Linked DNA regions of Bicyclus anynana: region 1 is linked to region 2. Evidence: chromatin contacts called from public Hi-C data. All regions are on one chromosome and are shown on one strand. The core of a region is the stretch at or near the end of the contact, and the rest is flanking DNA. Distances in the headings are between cores, read along the strand shown.

Region 1 (2,700 bases), core at 17-2,516, 120 kb before region 2:
CATAAATAAATTGGTAACTCAATTCGCAATATTTACAATAATCTGATTTTTTTATTTTTTATTGCAGCAACTACTAGCTTGGTTACCCTACGCATTTTTTCAAAATTAATTACATTAGTTTTAGATAATTAGGTGATATAACTGCCACTTGCGTTTTCGTCCATTAATTACGGGACCTGCTGTATATTATGTATTTGAGTTTTATTTAGCAAAAAGCCATGCTATAGGCAGCCATTTTGTTTTATATAAACCACTAAAAAGAAGTATAACCTCTAATATCGCGCACAAATACATGAACCCACTTAACTTAAGCTTTTATACATGTCTAGCCAGACCAGTGTAATACGGGCTAGGGAGTGGACATTACATAATACATTACATTACGTTAGTATTTCTTCATGCAAACATTACGTAACATTTATATATTTTCTGTATTATTGCACAAAATGTTCGCGCATATTATGTTTTATTCATATTCTATTGACTTTGTGATAAACGTATCAAGGTCGGGGATGTAATGTAAATAACCATGTATACGAATGACAAATTACGAATTCCTCTGAATATAATCAAGTATTTATATTTGGACAAATTAATTCTTTACAAACACGTTCTTGGCATAAGTAAGTTATTTTACAAAATTTTCGTAAATTAAGTAAAAGAATCGTTGTATTTATATATGTTATACTAAGACAATACGTATGGAAAGTTAGCAATCAGATTCCGGCCTTAGAGACCCTATCATTTGGCAAAATGACGTTACGTTATCTTAAAATATATCTTAAAAGTCAAAACTATACGACTTTTACAATTTTGAAAAAAGAAATACGATTTTATAAAATATAATAAGTATAATTGTTTCTATTGCCCAAACATTTTTTACTAAAAAAATCAATGACATGATAGTGCCTAATTGTTCTTGGTAAATAACAAAAAAGAAAATGTTTTGCCCTTTGGACGGCATAGTAGACAATCTACAATATCGAAATGTACATCAGTGGACAAATAAAACTAGAAATAAATTAATTTGGTAATTTGAGCTCTTCCCGGAATTAATTTAACCGAAAAACGTACACACAGAGGCCAGTGGGCGCAATAGAATATGAACAAGACGTGTGTGGGCGCGGGTGCGCGGGTGCGTGCGTGCGTGCGTACCTGCGTGCGGCGCGTGCGCGTGCGCCGGGTGCGGCGTGCAGTGCAGCGGCGCGGGCGCGGGCGGCGCGGGCGTGTAGTAGAAGGCGTGCGGCTCGGACGCCTTGCCGCCCGAGCGCACGAACAGCTGCACGCACACCGTCTCCGCGATGTCCGCGCGCTGGTACGGCGGCACGCAGCACACCAGGTGCGTCTGTGGTACACACATCGCTTACTACAAGTGTCTAGGTGAGCTGTGCGCGGATTTATTTTTTAAATATATCTCTTGACATATCAAATGAAAGGGCTTGTTGTGGGTCACTGAAAATATCTGGGCGATCTGTTTTGTTATGAAAAATTAAAAATTAATTTTTGCAAACTAAATCGTGCATATCAAATGAAAGGGATTTTTGAAAGGATTTCAAATATATTTTATGTGTTATTTAAAAAAATCTAATAAATATTTTTCAAAGGGGGGGTCACCCCCTTTGAAAAACTACAGAAATTTGAAAAAGTCCACGAAAGCAAAAGTAAATCACTCACGCACGTTACATTACGGAACGCTCTTCACACGAGTGAAACTCGTAAATGTCTCTTTTTTTGTACAACTTACTTACAAGCCCTAATTCCTATGTGGCCAGAAATGTGCCTAAGGTTTTTAACAACAACAAGTAAAAATTAAAACAAAATGGAAAATTTCTTTACCCAATACAGGTTCGTATGGAACTACCAGGTTCGTATGGCCTACAGGGTAGGCACTAAGGGAGTGCATTTTTGCTTTGTTCACAAGGCAAACACTAGATAAATGCTCACTTGTTGTAAGAACTCCTTGTCGGGCACGACCTCCTCCTCCCACTTGGCGCCGTCCTGCTGCAGGCGGAACACCACGCGCGTCTCCTTGAGGAAGTTCTTGCCCAACAGGTACAGCTCCAGGCCGCCGCTGGCCGGACACGACACCAGCGACTTGCGGCACACCTCGGGCACGCCGGGCGGTTGAGCTGGCGATGTGCAACAAACTATTTAGACAATCGGCTCATTGGCAATCATTTATACGTGAAAGGAAAACTTTTAGTGCATTATTTACAAAAATTCAAAACTATGTTCTTGCCACGTTAGTTCTTTGGCAAATCACTTTATTCTGAATTTCATCACTTACAGAGATTCCAAGTTCTCTTCATATAGTTGCGCGACTTGAAGTTGGTGGATTGGCTTCGACGTTAGTCTACGGTTCGGTATAGAAGTTGTGACTGGTAGATAGCACTGGTCAGACTTTCGTCTTTAGACATTGTGGTACAGGCAACGACTTATATACGGTAGCTACTTATCTAAACTCATTTAAAAGCAAATTATTTTCGCAACATCTTTATGTCTAATATTTCTCAGTGCCTGAAGACGAAAGTTTTCGAATAGCGCGTGTTGCCAGAGATGACTAAGGGATCCAAGACATGGTTGATAACGATTGGGCTCATAAGAAGGCTCAGTGTCCCTCAGCGGACGATGGAGAGCTATGCTCGCTCGGAATTTCTCTGCATGATTGAATCAGAAATGAACACACACACAGAAGAACCG
Region 2 (2,899 bases), core at 327-2,826:
ACATACTAAACTTAAAACAGATACACTAACAATATACTAAACCGACGGTTTTGTCTGTGCAATTATGGACGAAGTTATAAAGACGAGAAACTACTATAACGGCGAATACTCGCACAGACATAATCAAGTAGCCAAGATAATCCACCAACAGCATGCTCTTCAATATGGCCTTATCGATTTTGAGATGCCTTACTATAGGTACGACCCAGCGTCAGTTCTTGAAAATAGCAGTGCATTGCTCTACTGGGACCGAACGATTATCACTGACAGGTATATTGTAGCCAATAGACCTGATATAGTGCTAATCGATCGGTCAGTGCGTCGTGCAATAATTGTTGATATTACAGTTCCACATGACGATAATCTGGTTAAAGCCGAAAAGGAAAAAGTATCAAAATACTTAAAAGGACCTTGCTCACGAGATCACCTCCATGTGGAATGTTGAGTCAACTATTATTGTTCCGATAGTTGTTTCAGTCAGTGGTCTTATAGCGAAAAGCTTCGACCAACACCTTAAGAAGCTTTCGCTTAACTGTTGGATCAAGAGTCGGATACAAAAGGCAGTGATTCTTGAGACGGCGCGTATTGTGAGGAGGTTTCTCACTCTGGAGCCCTGACCACCGTACCGTCCCGTCACGTAGTGTAGAGGTAATACCTAGATGGCATCACCAAAATAAACATATGAATACGACCTATCCTTCAAGGTCATTGATTAGTATCAGCCTTATTTAAATCACAAATTTTATTGGTCACATCCTATTTTAATACAATTTACAAAATATTTTATTTGTTTATATAAAAAAAGTATATTTACAATCACAAAACTAAATGGAAATACAAAGTTGGCAAATGTAATTAAAATGCTGGAGGCAGGCAGCCCTATCACATGTTTACGTACCGCGCGCTGTAAGTATTTATTTCAAAAATACGGCCGAGTATACTGCTTGTATATATTTTTACTGTGCACAATGTGTTTGTTAGTGTGTGTAAAAATTACGCGTGTGTGTATTGCGAGTCAAATTTATAGTTGTGTGTAGTGTATGGACACAGAAAATACTTAATGGTGTTAAGTCTGTAATTTTTTGAGGGGGACGCGGTAAACTCACACATCGAAAACATTTTCCGTACAGGGTTCCGTAGATTATGTTAGCCCTTTAATCCCTTATGTTTTTCTCAATTTCAAAGCCTTTATTATTCCTTACATTATTACATTAAACAAGTTTTTCAATTAATAAGACTAACAGTTTTAATTTTTTTTTTCTATGTTAGTATATTGTTAGTGTATCTGTTTTAAGTTTAGTATGTTAGTGAGTTAGTCTTATTTCTAATTAATAAAATCTATTTAACTAGTAAGTTGAAATTGAAATTGAGGTATAGCTCGCGTTTCGACCTCTAGTATGAAGTCAAACTACTGCTTGCATATTTACTGTGACATTGCTTAGACTATCCACATAGTGTCCATATCCACATGCATATATTCATAAATGCAGTATTTAAATTATTGATTACGGACGTTTTTTACTATAATTGGTCTGAGGAGATCAGTATTAGTATTCTGTGGCCGAGATCTAATAATCTGTGCGAGATACGATACGAGACGCGCGCGCCATTTTGTTTTTCGAGAATTTGTCGAAGTGCTGAAGCCGCAATTTTAGTGGTTATTTCCAATTTTTCAGCTTGCTTTTGAACAAACAGTGATTTATTTTCCTCATGACAAAAATGGGAAAGGGGAAAAATGAAACTACCGACGGGTCCAGTGAGGAAGAGTACGTCGTGGAAAAAGTGTTGAACAAAAGAATTGTCAAAGGAAAGGTTGGTCTAGAATTGATTTCTATTATTATTTACTTATTTCTTCGGTAATCGCTTACGAGAAATAAGGACGGAATTTAGCCATGCAATTGCAATTAATTAGCAAGTATGCTGTCGGAATTATTCGCTTATACATGTCTCGAAAAACACCGGCTGGCGGCTGCCATATTTACATTTACGAATGTATTTACAAAGTTTTAATGCTAGTCGATTTCTACACTTACTATTACTGCTATTAAACACTTCTACATTTAAACTCCCGATTTACAGATCGCCTTCATACTGATTATGAGATAGCTAATACAATGTAATTTTTCACATTTGTAATTTTGAAATTGGTTGTATATTTTTATATATTTTTTTAATTTTATGTAATATATTATAGGTACAATACCTTCTGAAATGGAAGGGCTACAAGGAAGAGGAAAGTACTTGGGAGCCAGAAGATAACCTGGACTGTGAGGAGTTGATCAAAACTTTTGAGGACAGTAGGAAGGAGAAGGAGGTAATTCACAAATCAGTAACATAGTAAATGTGTTATTTGTTCTTGAATTGAAAAACAGCCTCAGAGAAAGTATATTCCATTAACTCAGAGAGTGAATGAAATGAACTTAACTCAAAATTGCTCAAAATTTATTCCACAAATTTGAAAGTGTTATTTAAATGGAGTTTTTGTGGATAAAAGTGAAATTGAAAGGGTTTGGTAATATTGTAAAACAATGAAAAATATTTGTTTGTTATTATTTTCAATAGGAATATCACTTCCATTTAGAAACAATCAGTCAATGCATTATCTTCTTTGTTTCTGTACCTGGTGCAGGTCTCCACTAAAGTCACTTGAGTCGGCTGGGCTTGCTTTAAAGTTTAGCAAGCCACCCATGTTGCACATTGACTCACAATAAATAAATAAATAGCTGTTTATTCTAAACAGCCTATATACTTAAAATATGTGTTTGAAACTTTAATGTCCCACTGTTTGTAGTGCCTCCTGACATAGGCCTACTCCAACTGTTTCAACTACACCCTGTCGGCTACAGTCCAGCCAGGCCCCAGAGTTAAGCGCATGCCATCTTCCCGCCTTGTTAGACGT

What was found. A called contact is a pair of places that touch in the nucleus more often than the background predicts.
Region 1: a contact with region 2 is called in a Hi-C map of whole larva, with 4 times the contacts expected there. The contact joins the enhancer-like site here to the promoter of LOC112047935 in region 2. A contact is called at or near these places in 2 of 2 Hi-C or Micro-C datasets (whole body and whole larva).

Annotation. Positions count from the first base shown.
Region 1 is chr3:18,190,652-18,193,351 of ilBicAnyn1.1, reverse strand. LOC112049338 (nuclear factor of activated T-cells, cytoplasmic 4) reads right to left here. Exons shown (of 11, transcript XM_052891206.1): 6 at 1,945-2,129; 7 at 1,156-1,345. Among protein-coding and RNA genes, the nearest start is that of LOC112049347, 24 kb to the left of the region's middle. Within about 2 kb of position 1,266, at least 6 of the 8 cell types and tissues checked have open chromatin away from gene starts, as enhancers often do.
Region 2 is chr3:18,066,668-18,069,566 of ilBicAnyn1.1, reverse strand. It overlaps LOC112047935 (chromobox protein homolog 5), which reads left to right and starts at 1,576. Exons shown (of 5, transcript XM_024085251.2): 1 at 1,576-1,812; 2 at 2,195-2,314. The coding sequence starts at 1,711.